3 separate regions of the Sus scrofa genome follow, and regions 1 and 3 are each linked to region 2. Evidence: chromatin contacts called from public Hi-C data. All regions are on one chromosome and are shown on one strand. The core of a region is the stretch at or near the end of the contact, and the rest is flanking DNA. Distances in the headings are between cores, read along the strand shown. Region 1 holds the start of VCP (valosin containing protein). Region 2 holds the start of TESK1 (dual specificity testis-specific protein kinase 1). Region 3 holds the start of FAM214B (protein FAM214B).

Region 1 (4,001 bases), core at 695-3,194, 470 kb before region 2:
CCCAGCGCAAAAGTGTTAGGCACAATGCTGCAGAGTAGGCATACTCTTCCAATGCTTATCAACAAACACCCTGGAGAGCAAACATGGTCAATGTGAGAGTCGAGGGCAATTTAAATCCATCCATTCTCCCTCTCCTCCATGCATCAAAATACCCTCTAAGGGCTGTCCATCTTCCAGTTGGATGTATAGGATTAGGGTTAGAGAAATAAAATACCAGTTGCCTCTGGTCATCAGAGTTTGTATTCTAACCCCAAAGCTGTATTCTAGGAAAACCTCCAATCTGCCTACCACTCCTGAGCCCAGCACTGGAGATGACTGATATGTTCTGCCCTTAAAGTAAAGACCTTTAATTCTACATCTGTCCCCTGAGATCGAAAGAGGTAACCTCTAAACAAGGGAAGTCAGCTTGATCATGGGCTGACAACAGTCCTGGAGGCTCTTTGGGGACCTTCCTCTGGTTTCCTGCATGAGTCAAGGCCCTCTTCCAGGACCCCAGTGGGCCACAGGGGGCGTGGACAGAGTTCAGTTAAGAGTCATCAAGATGACCTAGAGATAAACTGTCTATGATGCCAGGTTCTAAGAATTTTCGACTTTTAGTACTGGAAACTAAAGAGGGTACTTTAAGTATTAATAAGCAGCCCTTTTCAATAGGCGCCTCAGTAATAAATACTTCACCTCGGTTCAGAAACTTGAAAAAAAGGAACACCTCAAAAAACTGAACTTTCAAGTCTGGAAGGTGCTTTGCATAGAAGAGTTTCCATAGGATGGCAGTGTTCTCCTCCCCCACCCCAACTCCCCCAGTATCTAAAGCTCTTGATTCTAAAATGGGCAGAGGTAGCCAGGTTTTATCTGATGCTTTCCTGAGGAATAGAGAGCTCAGGATTTCTCCACATAGGTAAAAGGCTGTGTGTGTTTGAGAAGTTAGGGCAACTCTAACCTTCACACCACAAAAGGCTGAAATCTAGAAAGGCCCACAAAATACGAACTGAGATTCGAATTTTAGCAAGAACCTAATGAACCCCACTTCCTAACATTATTGAAAACTGACTATAGCCTTCCCATATGAATAAAACAGGAATAATAAAGTATGAAGAAGGCCAGATGGGAAAGGCAGGGCCCGCCCTCTCGGTAACAGCCTCTCACTACTCAGGTCGTAGAGGATGCCAACCACGGGCCAGACCCACCCGGATCCAAAAGGGCCGTCGGGAGCTCCCCTGAGCTCGCCCGGCCTTGCACTGCTCCGGCCTCCTCCTCGGTCTCGGTCTCCCGGCTCCTAAGGCCTTCACGTGGCTCAAAGTCCACGCCCACCGGGCCCAGTTAGGGCGTCAGGCCCAAGTGGCCTGCACTCTCCGGGGACCAAAGGCCTACAACGGGTGGCAGACTGGATCGCAGGTGGACACCCCAAGGCCCCGGGGCTCCGTGCCGGCAGCGTGGGCCCTCAGACCTCACTAGGACAGGACAGCCGTTCGAGAGGAGCCAATCAGGCCGCCCCGGGCCTGCATGACACAGCACGATCCGGCCCAGGCCCCGACCCAGGCCCAAAGCAAGCCCCGCCTAGGGGGCGCACGGGTGCGCGGCCGGGCCCAGCGGGGTCCGCGGCTCCTCATTCGCCCCCTTCCTCTCCTTCCGTCTCCCTCCTTCCCTGTCTCCACCTCCTAGACGCGCCCACAAGCAGGCCTGGCCGGGCCTACCCAACGCAGGGGATCTCCCAGTGCGCGCACTCGCAGCGGGAGGACGGGGGGCGCGCACACACTCACTCAGCTCCGGAGGCCATGGCGCGCGCTTCTCCCGGCCAACGGCTGTGGCGGCCCGCAGGTAACGGCTACGAAGGGTGGCAGGCGACCGACTCGGCCGGTGCTCGGCTCTCCCGGGCGGAGGGTGAGCGGCAACGACAAACCCGCAGACGGCCTCCCTTTCGCTTCCTCCCAGAGGCACCAGGGCGGTAAGCGGGCGGGGGACGCTAGCGCCTGATCCGCGAGGGGGCAGCGGCAGCGACAACTCAAACGACGGCTGCAGACGCTTTGCGAAGACTGAGGCGAGAAGAGCCGAATCATCGGAAGGAGAGGTGCTCACAACTCAGCCAATCAGCGCCTGCCCTGGGTACTCCCGCCCGCCTCTCCGTGCCTCCTCTCCCCAGCAACCCGCGGACCAGAGCCAATCAGGAAATTCGCTTGCGGCCCGGCTCCCGCCTCAGGGATGCAACACGCCTAGTAACGCCACGTCAATTGGCCGCAACGCTACGCTTCCTCGACGGATTGGGACTCTCGACCAATCAACGAAAGGAATGGGGCCAGATCGACTGGCGAAAGGAGAGCCTTTAACCCTGGGAGGCTGACTCTCCCACTTGGCTCCAGTTCATTGGCTCCTGAGTTTATCCGGCTAGAAGAACCTGGCACAATGGATTGAACCCTTGTATTAGTCTAGTCCTTTTGTAGTGATAACCCACACACCCATTTTCTTCCAAAACCTGAGTATGCACTCTAACCCCTCTCCTTGCTCCTTCAAAACGCTGGCTCCAGCCACCTCTACTCCGGACTCTTTGGCTAGCATTCCAGCTCTTAATCCACTCTTCCCTGTTGTCATTACACCCTCTGGTAATCCTAATCCCACAAGCTTTATAGTTCCGCAGGGCTTGGAGGTATGTGCTCCTTCTTACCATTGGGTATTAATATTAATAGCTATGCAAAGGACACTCAATTCCGAAGAGGAATCAAAAGACAACCACAGGTAGTTCTCTTGTGGCTCCGCAGGTTAAATGACCCACGTTATAACTGCAGGGGCCTGGGTCACTGCAGTGGCAGAGGTTCGATCCCCGGACCAGGAACTTCCGCATGCCTACCATGGGCGAGGCCAAAAAAAAAAAAAAAAGGAAAAAAAAATAGCAACCGCAGAACACAAACAGATTCAATAGAGCCTAAAGCAGAAGAAAAAAAAAAAAAAAACATTGCTGAGACTTGATGACCTTGGACCCAAAATGCCAGCTTGCCCTGACTATATTCAACAGGCAGCTTTGGTGGTATGGTGACTTAATTCATCCTTTACCCTCTAACCATAGAGACACATTTGACTAAGACCATCGAATCCCAAATTTGGATTAGGGAGGGGGTGAGGTGTCATTCTAACAGACTCAGAGGTCTGCTTGTCCCTTCCTTCTAAGAATCACCTTCCAGACCTACCTAACTCCACTCATTCTGTCGCCTCACCTAGGATCCTGGGTTTGCAGGGGTACTCGCCTTTTTGGCAAGAAGGACTAAAGGCACTGATTCCTGAGTAAGGATTCCTGTAGCCCTTTCTCCTGAGGATCATAAGATAGATGATATTGGGAGAGGGCATCTTAGACAACCCGCACTCAGCTGAATCAGCCAGCTGTGAGCCTTCCCACTCAAGTATGTGCAGTAAGCAGACAGAAGATAGATATCAAATTTTATTCAAAACATAAAAAGGTAAACAGGAAAAAAAGGTACTATCAATAAAGTCAGTGCCTTGTTGTTGGAAGAGGGGCTTTTTCTGGAACCAGAACACCAGTAACTAGAACAAATTTTGCAGGACTACCACCAACCTCTCTAATGTCAGACTTATATTGGAATGGTCAGCTCTAGCCACACTCCCCAAGGAGTGTATTAGCAGAAAGCCCTCCTGACAGGTGGCTCACTGAAGCCCAAGATCAGGTTCTTGGAAACATAGCACCTTCAGGTCACAGGTCTAGAGCAGAGATGTCCGAAATTCCTCAAGAAGGGCTTCACGGTCAGGGGGACGGATCCAGTCCAAATAGGTTTCTAGGTACAGGGGGAGAGACCTGAAAGCAAAAACGGTGATGTCTAAGGGAGGATAGGCAGAAAGTTGGGCAGCCATTTCCTCCCTTTCATTCACTACCACTCCCAACAGGCCCAAGGTCTCCAGGACACCAGCTGCCCCTCAGCCTCACCATGTAGCATTCTCTTGTGGCAGGTCAGTTTGGGCTTCTAGCCTCTGCCAGAAAGCAATGGCCTCATCCCTCCGAT
Region 2 (3,787 bases), core at 484-2,983:
TGGTTCTCAAGATTGGTTTGTCTCCACTGGCTGTGGAAGGACTGTGAATCTCTCTTGTTTTCTCCTTAAACTTGTGTGAAACTTTCCCTTGTACTGTGACAGCACCTGGCCTCTCTCGACCCCACTGCACTATTATTTATAATTTAAGACTTCCTTTTTCTTTTCTCATTAGCTCTTGACAAACAGTTGGTGGCTCCAACTCTCCACAAAAATGGGACAAGACTCTATTAGAAGTCGGTCACCCACACGGATGTGGACTGTGCGTATATTAATTTTCTTTTTAGATTTCCACAGAAATAGAAATATAGTACTTTTAGAATTCTTGAAGAGAACTCAGCCACGTTGCCTCAAGTTCGTTGGCATCCTTTCTCACTCCTGAGGCCCGCAGCCTCCACCACGCCGCCCTCCACTCCGCCGCTAGGGGGCAAAAGGCTCACTGACGTCCCCAACCTCTCGTCCTAGACAGGACTCCAGGATCGAGCGACGTCACCCACCCCCGTCGATGATTGGCTATTCCGCCGATGACCGGGACGGGGAGGAGCCAGCGGAGAACCAAAAACGCTGGGTATGGCATGCGCACAGGGTCCTGAGACGGTGCGTGCGCACTCAGGGTGCCGCGCCGCTTTAGAGGCCGGCTGCAGATCCTCCTCTCGCCTGAGGGGGCAGATCGGATTCCTACGTAATGCGGGGCGGTACCTGCCTAGGAGAGTCACACTGATGAGGGCTGGGCCACACCGAGGGGAGGAGTCACGTTGAGAGGAGGGGTCACAATGACGGGTGGAATCGCTCTGAGAGGTGGGGTTCGCCCTGGAAGGGCGAGACGGACAGAGGAGGGGTGTCGCACTGAGGGATTCTGGCACACACTGTTGGCGGCATGGTCACATTGCGGAGATGTTCCTCTGAAGGAGAGACTCTCACTGAGGAAAGAGTTGGTTCTCTGAGGGGGAGGGCTCCTTGAGGGGCGGGGTTTTGCCAAGGGGTGGGATATTTCCCTACAGGTGGAGACTTCTCTTTTGAGAAAGAAGGGCATGTGGACGAAATAGTAAGAGGAGGCTCCAGGCTGTGTGGTCAGTGCGCAGAAGCCCCTGAATCTAAACTTTTTTCGCGAGAGGCGGGATGGAGTGAGCAGGACTTGGGGCCACACCTGGAATGGGCTGGCCAAGGGCTCACTACAGCTCTGGGGCGTCACAACCTCCGGGGAAGGTACAAAGTGTCAGGGAGTCGGAGGTTTAAAGTGTAAGGGTCGAGAGCTGGGAAATGGGCAGGCTCGGCCAGGGCGGAGGCTGGGCAGGTGGGTAGGTTGCTGCCCCGATTGTGGCGGGACCAGAGGGGTCTACTTTTCTACCCTGCCTGTCCATGGAGTCCAGGAGTCCGGCGGCTTCCAGAGCCTGGCCCTCAAAAGACAGAGACCCGAGGGAGGGAGGGGAGAAAGGGCTCTCACGGCAGCTAAAAGACCTTTGAGCTGCGCATACGCACAATGAGCCATTAATTCCCTTCCGTTATTTAGCTTTGGCTTTAACTTCTTTGACCCCGACTTCTCAGACCCACTAGCCTAGGGCGTCCCGGCCACTGGTGGCGGGGTGCGCACCTGAGGGGGCGTGGCCGCTGCCCCGAGGCGGGCTCGAAGGAGTTAAGCAGAGGCCCGGCTCAGCCCCGCCCCCGGCAGGCCGCGGAGCCTGAGCCCCAGCGGCGAAGTGGAGCAGCCGCCGCCCGCCCGCCCGCCCGCCTCCGCCTGCGGGGAGTACCCCCGCCTGCCCGCCGGCGCCCGGGAGCGCCACCGCCACCGCCCGGCCCAGGCCCAGGCCCAGGCCCTGCGCAGAGCCGAGCGGAGCGGCGTCCACCCGGGCGCAGCAAGCCGGCGCGGCGGGGGCGGGCCCAGGAGCTTCGGCAGATCTTCCATTCTCCAGGGCGGGAGAGGGAGTGGGAGCTCCGGCGCCCCGGATCCGGCTGGGCCCGCACCCATGGCGAGCGCGGCCTGCCCGGGCCCCGGGAACCCTGCCATGTGAGGCAGGCCCGGGCTGGGGGGCCCGGCCATGGCCGGGGAACGGCCCCCACTGCGGGGCCCTGGGCCCGGGCCCGGGCCCGGAGAGGCGCCGGGGGAGGGGCCCCCGGGGCCGGGGGGCGCGGGCGGAGGCCCGGGCCGGGGCCGCCCCTCCTCCTACCGGGCTCTCCGCAGCGCGGTGTCCAGCTTGGCACGCGTGGACGATTTCCACTGCGCGGAGAAGATCGGGGCCGGCTTCTTCTCTGAGGTCTACAAGGTAGGACCAGCAGAGAGGGCAGAGGGGCGGGACCGAGCCTTAGACGCGAGGCTGGGACAAGGGGGCCCAGACCCTGGCGTTTCGCCCGACCTGCGCGGGACTCGCCAGCCCCTGCTGCCCCCAGGTTCGGCACCGACAGTCAGGGCAAGTCATGGTGCTGAAAATGAACAGACTCCCCAGTAACCGGGGAAACACGCTACGGGAGGTGCAGCTGATGAACCGACTTCGGCACCCCAACATCCTAAGGTGAGCGGCCCCAACCGCTTGCTGGGGGAGGGGGAAAGATCCCGCGGGAAAAGTGGGAACTGTCCAGGGGCCGGGACTCTTCCAGACTACCTTGCTGTCTTTCCCATCCTCTTCCAGGTTCATGGGGGTCTGTGTGCACCAGGGACAGCTGCATGCTCTTACAGAGGTGAGGATGAACCAGCAAGGGGGGACCCCACCACCAAGGGGCGAGTCAGCGGCCTGGTGCATCTACAGACGAATAATGAGGGGCAGCAGGACGTCCTCCCAGGGGAGGCTTTCCTGAACTTCCCTTTAGGCAAACCACAAATAAAAGGCCTCAGCTGGTCCCGTCCTTTATATCCTCTAGAACGGTGCTGTCCAATAGATCTTCCTGCAAAGATGAAAATGTTCTATATCTGCGCTGTCCAAAACCACAGCCACTAGCCACATGTGGCTAAGGATCCCTGGGAATGTGGCTAGTGTGACTGAGGAACTGAATGTTCCATTTTGTTTAAATTTAAATAGTTGTGCGTGTGTATGGGACAGGACAGGCTCAGGATATGAATGGAGGAGCCCTAGAGCAGACTCACCCTCCTGACTTTGTGATCCTCCTGGGTCCCCTGGCTTAAAAGTGGGAGACCTAGGCTACTGACTGAAATCTTGACATTCATTCCCCTTCTCCTACCCCTGTGACCCAGTATATGAATGGGGGGACTCTGGAACAGCTGCTCAGCTCCCCTGAACCCCTATCCTGGCCTGTCAGGCTCCGCCTGGCTTTGGACATCGCCCGGGGCCTGCGGTACCTGCATGCCAAAGGTGTATTCCATCGAGACCTCACCTCCAAGGTAGGCTGGCCAGGTGGGTGGGGGCATGAAAGGAGATTTGAGATTTATTAGATTGTAACTAGCCCATGAATATTAGAGTGTGGGTAATAGACATCAGGATGTTGGAGTAGCAAGACATTGGAAAGAGGGGAGGACTGGGATGAGGGGGAGTGCTCTGAGGGACTGAGTATCGTGCTGTTTCTGGAGTGATGGATGACGTTGAAAGATGGGGGAGCATTGGCAAACTGGAAGATTAGAGAGGGCTGGGATTATTCTGAAGTGACAGGTCTTTGGGGCGTATATTGGGAGATCAGAGAACCGAACGTGATGGGCATGTATGGATGCGATATGTGTATCTCAGAACTGTCTGATCCGACGCGAAGACCGAGGCTTCACAGCAGTCGTGGGTGACTTCGGGCTGGCCGAAAAGATTCCTGTGTATAGGTGAGGTGAATGCCCCACCCACTAAACCTCCCAGAA
Region 3 (4,260 bases), core at 126-2,625, 430 kb before region 2:
CCCCCAGCAGAGGCTGCAACCTCACATCCCTTCTCAAGTTCAAATGACAATAGTGACCCACCTCTCCAAACATGCATCAAAGACCCTTAGTACTTATTATTTTCCCCTCCTACAGACACCCAGAATTTTTGACGGTCGCAATGTTACCTACCCAGGAGAAGGAAAAGTGTGGGGAAATTTCATTTGTGGCAAGTGGTAAAAATGTGTCTACCATTCACTTGGGGGCCTGCTGGGAAAGACCTTGGTAGTAGTGAGGGTGGGGTCTGGGCCTTGCTGCTAATTATTAGGTCTCTGGCCACTGAGTACAAAGTCTGGGGCAGGCACAGCTCCTAGACATGCAAGGACCGGGCCAGGCCCCAGGGCGAGGAAGGAAGTGGGAAATGAGCACACCCAGAACATAAGGGCAGAGCAAAGTGGGGGAGGTGGGGGAAGACAGGGACCAAGGCAAGCTTCTAGAAGGAACAGGAACTAGAGTGGGGGGTTAACAGGAACAGAATGGGGGAAGGGTCCCCAGAGACACCAACGAAGGGGGAAAAAAAGAAACCAAAAAACCCAGACTCAGCCAGACAGATCCAGAGCTGCCTGAGAAGGTCGCACAAGCCCTAGTGGCAAGTGGGGCCTAGATCCTCTCTAAGAGTGCTCAGGCCTGAAGGTGGAGTTAGGAGTTGAGGAGCCAGGAGCACTGCAGACGGGCTTCTTCACCCCAGCAATTTCATCACCCTCATTCCTAAAACACAGGACACAAACATCTTCCTGGAATCTCTATAATGCCCCCACACTTTCTCAAAGCACTAGGGGTTCTTCCCTCCCCAGCTGGGGCCTGCAACCCCTTCCCTTCGCAGAGTGCCCACAGCCCCATCCCTTCTTCCTCCACACAGGCCATCTGTCCCTCCCACACTCTGGACCACCAGCCCTTCTCCATCACACAACACCCCCTCTTCCCTTTCCCCCTAAGCTCCTTCAGAGTCCCTCCTCCTCAAGTATCTTCTCCAACCCTCCACTTCAAGATAAAGACTTCACCCCCTACCTAGTACTTCCCACCCTCACAAAGCACTCCCGCCCCTCCCCCACAAGGGCTACCGGAGAATGCACCTCCTAGCCCACACAGTGAGCCCCAGCTCCTCCCCTAACTCTGCTTTACTCCACCCTACCCCAGCATTTCTCCCAATTCTCTCCTTCCCTAAAGCGATCCCCACCTCCTCATGTCTGCCCAAGCGCACCCCGGTCCTTGTCCCTTCTTCCACACGCACCCCACCCCACACCTGCAGTTCCGTGAGTCCCGCTGCACCTGGGGAGGTAGTGGATTGGGGCAGTTACACAGCTGCCCCAGCTGCAGCCTCCTCCGGCAAACCTCGCCCCTTTGGTGCGAGCCCCGCCCCCGCAACGACAAGACCCACCCTCCCCCTGTCCCACCTCCCACCTTCCCCCCCCACCCCGCTTGTCCTTTTTCCTAGTTTCTGTAATTCCTGGGGCTCCTCCCCTGTAATACAGGTCCCGCCCCCTCTAAGGCCCCGCCCCTTCTCGTCTTCTCGGCGTCTCCCCATTGAACACTGCTTGCCCGTCGTCCCCTCCAATCCCCGCCCCTTTTTGGTCTCCTTGCTTGTCACTAGGACCCGCCCACTCGGATTCCAGCCTGGCAGAACCGGTGCCAAGCTCCTTTCCAACGCTAGCCCCCTCAGATCTCTGAGCCTCTTCTCCCCCCGCCCCTTCTCCCACTAGCCTCACCCCGGCGCCCGCTCTCCAGCCGGGAACCGCTGGCTCTGATTGGTGGTGGTGGTCCCAATGGATGGTGGAGGAGACAAAGTGATGGCTGCAGGTCGCCTGAGGTCCCACCCCGGCCACGTGCGGCTTCTGTGATGACAGGTTTAGATGGGCGGGGCATGTGCCCTCTGTGTGAGGCCTAGGCTGACCGGATTAGGCTGGAGGTGGGGAGCCAGAGCCAGGGTCAAAGCGTTAGCCTGAAGGCGCCGAGCCTGAATGAGGCCCTCTCAAGCTTTTGCGCTGGTGTGAGCAGCCTGCGGAACTTGAGCCTCTTAGTGAAGCCGTCTGCGTTAGCGCGTGTATTTGCCTTAATGGGGGAGGTCTGTGGGACTTGCAAAGTAGCACAAGGGGTCTCAGGGTTCTGTAAAAATGCGCAAATCTGGTTGACGGGGTCTCAACTCTGTGAGGATGAATAATTTCTGCAGCCTACTCTGTTCAAGAGAGTCTGAATTCTGGGAGACAAGAAGTAAGAGTCAGATGTGTACCTGTAGAGATAGGTCAGAGAGTCGTCTGTGAAATTCATGAGCCTAAGTGTTACTACAGAGTAAGGGGAGCCTGCAATCACTGAAGAAAAGTAGAGCCTTTGCTTTGCACGTGTCAAATCAACTATGTGACAGGAGTTCTGTTGTGGCTCAGCGGTAACTAACCCGACTAGTATCCATGAGGATGCAGGTTCAGTCCCTGGCTTTGTTCAATCCTATGGGTTAAGGATCTGGTGTTGCTGTGGGCTGTGGTGTAGGCTGGCAGCTGCGGCAGCTCTGATTTGACCCGTAGTCTGGGAATTTCCATATGCCGTGGGTGCGGCCCTTTAAAAAAAAGGCAAAACAAAACACAACAAAACAAAAACTATGTGACATTTACACTTCTGTAATTTAATTAGCGTTTGATTCTACTCTCCAACTTCCCGCAACCCTTTGGGTTCTGGAGATAGCAATGGGGAGTCGATGCTTGCCAGCTACCGGTAGATGGCAGCACAGGGCCCTTGCAGAACTCAGAGCTTCTCTGTGGAGTTGGCAGTGCTGAGGACTATGAAGGATCAGACCTGTTAAATTTCTCTCTAAGTCTCAGATTCTTTAGGTCCCTGTGACTTTCTTTCTGTGAGTCGTTAAGATGCTTTTTACTGAACACCAAATGGTGTGCTAGGCAAAAAGTGAAAAAGAAACAAAATTTTTCTGCCCTGATGTGGCTTGTTTGTTTGTATCATCATACAAATACCTGTATAATCCTAGAGAGAGTAAAGTTGGAAGGGTTTTGTGTAGTGAAAAAAGCTCAAAGTTTGAGGTCACTGTGTTTGGCTCAGAACTTTGTTTTTTTGTTTGTTTGCTTGCTTGCTTTTTAGGATCGAACCTGTGGCATATGGAATTTCCCAGGCTAGGGGTTGAATTTGAGCAGCAGCTGCCAGCTTATGCCGCAGCCACAGCAATGGTGGGACCCAAGCCATGTCTTCAACCTACACCACAGCTCATGGCAACGGATCCTTAACCCACTGAATGAGACTAGGGGTCCCTCACAGATACCAGTCAGGCTGAGCCACAATGGGAACTCCCTCTTGTTTTTTAACAGCCACACTTGTGGCATATGGAAGTTCCCAGGCCAGAGATTGAATCTGAGCCACACCTCTGACCTATGCTGCAGCTGCAGCCACAGCAACGCCGGATGTACCCACCCATACCTCTGCATGGACCCAGATTGCTACAGTCAGATTCTTAACCCACTGTGCCACAATGAGAACTCCAAGTCTAGCCTCTAGTTCTAACAATATAGAGATATCTTCAAGGTTGTGGATCAAATAATCTCTAGATTTTTAAACAAAGGTCTCTTTGGAAATGTGTAGGAGATTATTAAGAGGTGCAGCCCCAGAGTTCTCCCGTGGTGCAGCATGTTAAGGATCCAGCATTGTCACTGCAGTAGCTAATTTCGCTGCTGTGGTGTAGGTTCAATCGCTGGCCCTAAAACTTCCACATGCCATAGGCACAACCAAAAAAAAAAAAAAACCCCAAAAAACAAAAAAGATATGCAGCTTTTTTCTCTTGAGGAGATAAGTGTTCTTTCTTCTGCTTTGCTGTATAAATTATGTGACATTTTATCCTAATTTTGCAGACATTTTCAGGCTACCTTATGTTGTAGGAGGAGAATGGGGTTCAAGAGAATGGTCATGTCCCAAGTCTTAGCCTAGTTCCTAGGATAGGCTACCAAGTGAAGGTCCTTGGCTTCACCCAGGAAAGAATTCAATAGTGAGCCATAGTAAAGTGAAAGCAGATTTATTTGGAGAGATATACTTTGCATAGGCAGAATGTGGTCTATCGCAGAAGGTGAAAGTGGCTCCAGGCTCTGGCGGTGGTTAGGTAGTTTGTTTGTTTTCAGCTGTCTCTGTGGCATATGGAAGTTCCTGGGCCAGGGATTGAACCCACATCACAGCAGTGACAACACCTGGTCCTTAACCTGCTAGGCCACCAGGGAACTCCAGGGGTGTTAGTTTTTTAATGGGCTGGGTAATAG

Evidence for each region. Hi-C and Micro-C count contacts between places; a contact is called where the count stands out from the background.
Region 1: a contact with region 2 is called in a Hi-C map of skeletal muscle, with 5 times the contacts expected there. The contact joins the promoter of VCP here to the promoter of TESK1 in region 2. A contact is called at or near these places in 4 of 47 Hi-C or Micro-C datasets (heart right ventricle, liver, mesenteric adipose tissue and 1 more) and 1 of 2 datasets of contacts at active chromatin or transcription factors (alveolar macrophages).
Region 3: a Hi-C map of skeletal muscle shows a contact between it and region 2, with 4 times the contacts expected there. The contact joins the promoter of FAM214B here to the promoter of TESK1 in region 2. A contact is called at or near these places in 3 of 5 promoter capture datasets (fetal liver, fetal skeletal muscle and liver), 9 of 47 Hi-C or Micro-C datasets (embryonic fibroblasts, heart right ventricle, liver and 5 more) and 2 of 2 datasets of contacts at active chromatin or transcription factors (alveolar macrophages and skeletal muscle).

The regions. Positions count from the first base shown.
Region 1 is chr1:235,867,662-235,871,662 of Sscrofa11.1, forward strand. It overlaps VCP (valosin containing protein), which reads right to left and starts at 1,945. Exons shown (of 17, transcript NM_214280.1): 1 at 1,758-1,945. The coding sequence starts at 1,774. FANCG (Fanconi anemia group G protein) reads right to left here. Exons shown (of 14, transcript XM_003121983.6): 13 at 3,926-4,001; 14 at 3,412-3,796. The coding sequence ends at 3,703.
Region 2 is chr1:236,339,427-236,343,213 of Sscrofa11.1, forward strand. It overlaps TESK1 (dual specificity testis-specific protein kinase 1), which reads left to right and starts at 1,734. Exons shown (of 10, transcript XM_003121984.4): 1 at 1,734-2,258; 2 at 2,383-2,504; 3 at 2,622-2,670; 4 at 3,182-3,328; 5 at 3,669-3,751. The coding sequence starts at 2,034.
Region 3 is chr1:235,905,767-235,910,026 of Sscrofa11.1, forward strand. FAM214B (protein FAM214B) reads right to left here and starts at 1,376. Exons shown (of 9, transcript XM_013986310.2): 1 at 1,289-1,376.